Linked DNA regions of Zea mays: region 1 is linked to region 2. Evidence: chromatin contacts called from public Hi-C data. All regions are on one chromosome and are shown on one strand. Each heading gives the region's core, a stretch centred on a gene start, on an enhancer-like site or on the middle of the called end of the contact. The rest is flanking DNA. Distances are from core to core; before and after follow the strand shown.

Region 1 (3,996 bases), core at 582-3,081, 120 kb after region 2:
TAATAGATGTGACTGTACTAGCTGAGGAATGCGGAATAAGTATCCAGGTGATATACCTTGTAAGCAGCTGACGAGATCCAGCCATGCCATGGCTTCAGAGTATTTGCGTAGGCTTCTTCCACGATCTCTTCCAGGCTCGACTCAGGAGTCTCCAGCAGCCTCTCCAGTAAGTACTTTGAGAATTTTATCGACCTAGACAGCCAGATGATAGCTCTGGTGCAGCTCTTGGTCTTCTTCGCTGTCCCTTGCTCCATTTCCTCGGTGACTATCGCCGTCAAGCACGCGTATTTGGAACAGTCCTTTTCATGCAGGTCTTGTAACCTCTGCGGGAAGGAGATCATAGAGGCAATTCTAGGTTAGTGATTCGAACAGATGCAAATGAATTGGTGGCAACTGACAACTGTATAGCAGCTTGGGAGTAAGTCTGTACAAAAAAAAGTGATGACAGGCATGCTAAGTGCAGAAGGGTGGGTTACCTGGACATTTTGCTGAATGTCCTGCCTCAGGACTAGCAGAGTTGGTCCAATCTCATCTTCATCCAACAGAGGGTAGAGTTTGTCAGTTTACTCTGATTTTTCAGAAAGAGAGAGATATATAGTGGAGAGAGTAGCACACGAAAAAGCAACAGCCAATGGAATATGTTGCTTTTTACAAAACTTTGTATCTTCTCAATGTACTGTTCTAGGAAATTTTACTAAAGACTTCCACTACAGAAAAAAAAGGTTTAATAACAAGCCCTATGATGTCTGAAAAAGAAATCATTTGGGAAGCGCTATGGCACTACATCACTGATCACTGCCTGTCAGGCTAAAAGAAATATATCAGCACATGTCCAATTTGGTGGCATCATGATCCATGACAGAAAAAGGTTAAATGCCTCTTGGCCACTTATTTAGTTGAGGTATCCATTCCCTCCAAGAATCCAACAGGGCACAAAGTGTGTGTGCAAATTGTCACATCCCATATATGACAACACGTTGAGGAATGCTAAACCTGACCCACAACACCTGCACACAGAACCTGCATACAGAAACAACCATTTTTTTCCCCTTTGCTCAATGCAAAGCAAGATTCAGAATAATAACATCACATCTACTGAAAAGTCCCCTCAGAAGAACATACTGTATATGAACAAAACAAGGTAAAACAATTGATGGTTATTGATCAGAACACTAGACCTGCTGAAAGTCTGAAACTACCTGACAATCGATCGAAATAACCCAGACTGAAAATGGTCGCTAGACCTCCTTATTACAAATCAAAGCCGGGCAACCGGATCTTTCAAAAAAATAATAACTGGACTGAAAATGGAGCTGTTTTTCAGTACAGAACTTGCATATGTATGACAGAGCATAATGAGTTACGAACCAAGGACATGGATGAGCTGCTTGGAGACATAGAGGAGGTCCATTGTGGATGACTTGTGCTGCTCCTGCACTTTCACCTGCTGAACCTGCACCTCCTCCTCCTCCTCCGCCCCATCTCTTGAACCGCACAAACGGAGCTCCTCCATGGCCAGTCTCAGCTCAGACTTGCCCTTCTCCATCTCCTTCCGTTTCCTCTCCATCTATCCTCCTACCACTACCTTTCCTTATCACCTGAACCACCCCGAGCCTCAGCTAATCCACTACTTATACACACGGAAGCAAGCTCATTTGCTGGCATTTCTTGGGACAAATGATGGGGTCAACTTCTAGTTTCTGTCCTTTTCTTCTTTTCTTTCCTTTTCTTTAAAAAATAAACAGCGGCGTCTTGTGTTGTTCATCGCATCCCTCTCTGTGTCAAGTCAGAACAGCCAACTGGGAATTATTGAGAGTAAAAAACGGGTGGTGCCTCCTGTCCTTACTCGGCCGGGAGAGATGATTTTAATTGCCAGATGCAGTTGGCCTGGATGGACTTGTTTATTCACATTCACACATTGCTGTGTGTACTTGTTATACTAATATAATCCCTTTTCTATATGCATGATTGTTGGTGAAAGCTTTCGCGGCAACCTACGCCCAAACTCCAACCAGTGAAAAATACAGATTGTTTTCTGAACCAAGAAAAAAAATATACAGATTCTTGAAGGTAAAGCCGTACGTTTATTCTTGGACTTCTCTACATAACTGGATTTTGTTTATTGCACTGACAGTGGGCTTAAACAAGTCTCATGATAAGTCCCGGCCCGTTGCTTGTTTTGTAATGATCCTTGTAGCAATCAGTTTAAATACAGATTCTTTCCTGCAGTTTAAATACAGCTCCAGCGGATAATGCTGCATGCATGTATGCTTGTTTTCTGGTGCAGCGATGCATAGCCATCGTACATTTTGTCTTGTCAATAATTGGCAACTTGGAACCAAACAACTGAAGCTGGGTATTGCTGGCCAGTTCTTTCTTCCAGAGCCTTGCGATTGCGATGTTGGCCCTTGTCTTTTCTAACACCCTTTCCTGCCCAAGCTAACCCACGGCCAGATCCATGCGTGCATCACAGGAAAAAAAAACGAAGTGTTCCTGATGTCAGGAGTTTATGTATGTAAAAAAATGTACCCTGATAGTTACATTTGACACTTGGAATTGGATCCATCAGGATTCAGTGGGCTAAGCTACTACTGCGACGGCTGACTGAACTATCTTGTTCGGCTGCCCGCAGCTGCAATCCATAGAAACAAAATATTGTAGAAGCCGCAACCGGGTTAAAGCCGTATCGCGAAGTCGGACAGATTCTTCCATCTCTCTTCTCATCTCTATGCTCAAATATTTGTATTTCTGTTGTGGTATAACAGAAAGGGGGTTTCCTTTTCTCTTAGCTGAACGACATCGTCATGACAGTATGTGAGACCACGACTTGTGAAAGATTAAAACCTTAGCTTACTACCAAAATATAAAATGTTAATTGAGGGAGTGTGCATGGCAAAGGAAATCCGCAGGTAAAGTACGTACGCAGGTGAACCCAACCCACAGAATCTGCTCCCCAGGGCAGATTGGCCACACATTGCCCGAAGCAAAGTCAAGCAACACTAGCTAGCTAGGACTGTAATTAATTAAATTGGGGAAAAAACTGTGGTTTTGCCATCTGTCATGGAGAGTGTGTGTGTATATATATATACCAGCAATGCATGAGAATTCGAAGAAGATTATCAATGAGACATACAGTAGTATATGCTCTCGCTGGGTGCCTCCCTGCACGGCACCTTCTCTGTGATTTGAAACCAGTGGCAGCCGACATCACAACAGCTCTAGAATAGTACAAGATGTGCATCACATCACATCACCTCATCAAGTTTACATGTGGCCTATGAGATGAGATGAGAGCTTGGCTGCGTTGCTTCCCAACGTACGAGAGCGGTTGCATTGACTTGGGATCTACTCCATATGTCTTAAAAAAATACTAGTACTCTTACTAGCTAAGCATTGCTGTGATAAGATCGCAGGAAAGAGATGCAGCACAGTTTCTGCTGTTTGCAGTTTTCAATGTTGTCAGTACATATCGACGAATCATGTTTATTACAAAACGGTGACGATGTGTGGGTCGGCCAATAGTGTTAGGACCGGTGTCCTGGCAGCAGCTGCATTTTTTTAACAGTGGAGGTGGCTACTGATACAAATAGTACATCTATATTATGAGGAGCGTTCTAGAACCAAATATATATAAGTACACCAGATTACAAATATATAAGGGAAAAATATAAATATGGACATATATCACTAACACCCGGGTCAAACTCACGGTGGATCAAGAACGTTGAGTTTAATTTGGAGAGATAAATCCGATGCTGAGCATGGGTCTGTGCCTTGGTGCAAAAATCTGCCAGCTGAAGCTCTGACGGTACGTACCAAAGAGAAACAACACCATCATGTATATGTGCTCGTGTATAATGAGCGTCAACACCAATATGCTCGGTAAGCTCATGCTTTACCGGATCACGAGCAACACTAATAGCACATTTACTGTCATACAAAAGAGGAATCGGCATACAAATAGAGACATCAAAATCCTCAAGCAACCACTGGAAC
Region 2 (3,693 bases), core at 815-3,314:
ATGCTGGGCGGCCGCTGCAGGCCGGAGAGCATGATCGAGCATCGCGGTGGTCCAAGTGATCGAGCTCGATCGATCCAGCATGCATGCATGAAGCGCAGCGCAGTGCAGAGTGCGCTTTTAGCAGGCGGAGGCTTTTGCTCTGCTGATGCAGCCCGTAGCGAGTCCCAAGGCGCGAGTGTACTTGCTGCTGCTGTTGTAGTGAATATAAGCTGGCCTTTAGGCTTTAGGCGCCTTCTTCAGTCTCATAAGCATGCAGTGCATTGCATGCATGCATATATATGCAGCACTACTACTGCACCAGTACTAGTACATGCCCTGCAGTCCTGCCTGCACGGCTGCACTATGAGTAGTGATGAGTGTGTGAGTGAGGATGCAGAGAGAGAGAGAGAGATACTAGCTAGTAGATAGATGTGTAAAGACTGATGATGGATCTGATTAAAGGGAGGGAGAGAGAGAGAGAATACAATGCAATGCAATGCAATGCAATGCAAAGCAAAGCAGTTGGAAAAAGGTGTGGCATTTCCGAGCCGAGTATAGGATAGCGATGTGTGGGGATGAAGGTCAGGGACTGCCGCAGCAGGAATCAAGACAGGATTGCATCTGCAGGCAAGCCGGTGGTGGAATTGAATTGAAGGCTGGAGCTGGGCTGCAGCCTGCAGGAAGAAAAGGGGCCGGCGGGGGGGTCCCAGTCCCAGTCCAGCGGCCGGCACTGAATCGAATGCCTGACCCGGCGCCCTAGCTAGCTAGCTTCTTGCATCGGAGTGCGAGCGCAAAGCGCATGTATATGCATGCATTCATGCAGAGGGGAGGGGAGAGCTTTCTTTCTTCGGTCCTTCTTGTTCTTGATTGAGAGCACTACTCGCCACCGCTTGCATTGCATCGTCTCCCTCCTCGTCCCGTCCTGCGTGCGTCCGCATGGCATGGCTGAATACATACATACATACATACCTCTGCCATTACGCTTTTCAGGCACATGCTAAGTAGTAGCAGCAGATGATACATCTCATCTCATAAAGAAAACATAGTTAACACCACCCGCTTTCCCGGTGTCCTGTCCTGCGCTGCTCGCGTGCGTACAAGGTTGCATTCTATCAGCAGTATCAGCGCTAGCGACTGATGATGTATCAGCTGGACCATGCTGCATATATATGTTCCTCAATCCTCATGCAACCTCTGAATAATCTGAACAGAGAGCTTCACCATTATTAATTGCACGCTCATCGTCAGTCTTTGTTTAATCTGCACAGGAACCTGACGATCTAGCTTTTCTGGGTGGCATGCATGGCATATTTGTCCATTGAACCGGTAGATACCTGAAAGGCAGATGAAAGGCACTGCTCATATGTATGCAGCAGTAGCATGTGTTCTTCACCTCAGTGCAGCGCACGCAGGTGCTTGCAGAGAGGAGGCCACATCGTGTCGTCCATGCATGTCAAAAGTGAGGAGGACGGCTGCTCGATGGTGCGGTCAAGTACAGTACTAGTACTGCTACAGCTAGCCCTAGCCAGGACTGCAGCAGAGTGAATAATGATACTTCAATACATGCATACTGAACACTGATGAATAGCTAGATAGTAGTATTCCCTCCTTTCCAGATTATAAGTAGGTTTTCGAGGTATGCATGATAGTGTGTGTCGTGCATGTGATGGATATAGATTAGCAAACCAAAAGACCAGCTACCTGCTCATCAACTTGGCTTCCTGCTAACTAACGAGCAAAACGCATCCATTATACATCAGCCTCAGCTCAGCTGCTCAACTGATGGATGATGATGAGAATGTGATCGAGAGCCCTGCCTTTGCCTACAGTAGCTACAACTACAGTACCTGTTGATTTTGGTCTTGGTCCCAAGATGGGGTCGTCCAACAAACTTTGAATCTGCAGACATACCTAGCTAGTTAGGAGCGAGTAGCTATATGTGAACATGTGGTTGATATGCGCGTGGTTGGTTGATGTGTTCGTGGGAATCAGGCTCGCGTCGGCACGGGTGACCAGCGAAGCTCTCTCCTAGCATCTCTGTGCGTGCAGGTGGAAGTGGTAGAAAATAACTAGGTTGTACTCGTGCATGCAGACTACGCTCAGCCGGTACAGGCCACCAATCATATGCATGCACACGGTCAACGCGCGTGACGAGCCTGGACGTGGCCAAGCGGACAACCAATCAGGCCGTATATGTTTACGGTGAGGCTGGCTCCAACAAGGCCCCCTAAAGGGTTCTCTACCCTAAATATAGAGGACCAAATGGTCCTCTACGCTCTCCAGCAACGTCCTTTAAACGGTTCTTTAAATTTAGAGGACGCTGCTGGATTCTCTATATATAAAGTTTCTCTAAACGGTCCTCTATCCATTTGACTACTTTAAATAACCGGTTTAGCAAAACTAAAATATGTATAATACATTTGAGAGTATGATAAATACGTATGTATAAAAAATAAAATTAAAAAATATCTTTTATATGGGTATTTGAGTATAGAGGACGTGATTTAGAGGACGTTGTTGGAGAGAAATGAGATATAGAGGATGAAATTTTTTAGAGTAGACTGTAAAGGACAGATATAGAAGATGAATATAGAGGACGTTGTTGAGTGATTGTCAATGTGGCAGATTTAAAAATCAGCCATAAAACATATGCATGTCAGCGCTTCATCTTCAGCTGTCTCATCGTTACTGTGCTATTATTATGTTGTGGATTGGACTCAGCCCCGACCCGCGGGTCTCGCTTTCACCTCCGTGCCAGCCCACGAGGCCCGCTACAAATGTAGCCCAAAAACGGCCGCGGACAGACAGTCAAATAGACGCAGAGAAATATGGGTTCGGTTCTCAGCTTTTGTGCTTGTGAACTCACTTTCTGGTATTATTCATTCGTTATTGCAATTTGTAACTCAACAAAAAACAATGTTCTAAATCTGAAACTGTTGATCAATATTTGTAGCACTGGGCACAGATGGACGGAGGTCCATAGCCGCGGATGATCCACGAATAGATCGAATCAGACGGTTAAAGCTTCTAGCTCACGTGTTTAGTCCTCTAATCCCACAAAAACGCTTAGGAACGGGTCTATACCTTCCCCTTATATATTTGAAGAGGTACGACCGATTAAACAACCAACAATTAATCAAACAATCAATATATCTTTAGTAACATAGATCTCATCCTCTAATCTTCACCTCTCTAATAGTGTGTTTGGTTTGAGGAATGAAGTAATCCATCTTCTTCTCACTCATCACTTTTTTATTTGGTTTGTGGAATAGAATGAGTTGATCCATCATCATCTCATTCCTCATAAGCTAATAATTAGTATATAAATGAGGAGTGAGTTGATTCCACCAAAATTGATGGAATGAACCTATGATGCATCACCTCATGAAGCATAGAGTGACTCCACAAACCAAACACACCATAAGATTCTATGTCGTTTAGAGACGTCTTGGGTGGCCTGCGGATCCCAAGACAAGCCCTAGGATCTCTCCTCCCGACAGGGTCCCTCTCGGGAGCGAGATCTAGGTGCTCTTGGTGAAATCCGTCGCCTCTGCACATGCCCGGACCGTTCTGCCATCAGGCACAAACTATCCGGCCCGTCGGACAGAAACACTAGCTTTTGTACCAGGTCGCGGACCGTCCACGCCTCCTCCGCAGAAAGCACCTTCGCCGGTATCCATCATGGACTCGTGGTGATTGGCGACTATAACGACG

The links. A called contact is a pair of places that touch in the nucleus more often than the background predicts.
Region 1: a contact with region 2 is called in a Hi-C map of ear, with 4 times the contacts expected there. The contact joins the promoter of LOC103628951 here to the enhancer-like site in region 2. A contact is called at or near these places in 6 of 25 Hi-C or Micro-C datasets (bundle sheath, ear, leaf and 2 more).

The regions. Positions count from the first base shown.
Region 1 is chr6:7,499,063-7,503,058 of Zm-B73-REFERENCE-NAM-5.0, forward strand. LOC103628951 (glycolipid transfer protein 2) reads right to left here and starts at 1,832. Exons shown (of 5, transcript XM_008650138.3): 1 at 1,369-1,832; 2 at 477-532; 3 at 57-323. The coding sequence starts at 1,567.
Region 2 is chr6:7,381,962-7,385,654 of Zm-B73-REFERENCE-NAM-5.0, forward strand. No RefSeq gene overlaps it. Among protein-coding and RNA genes, the nearest start is that of LOC100382671, 20 kb to the left of the region's middle. Within about 2 kb of position 2,065, at least 11 of the 20 cell types and tissues checked have an H3K27ac peak or open chromatin away from gene starts, as enhancers often do. A contact at or near this core is called in ear, leaf, root tip and 1 more, where this site is marked.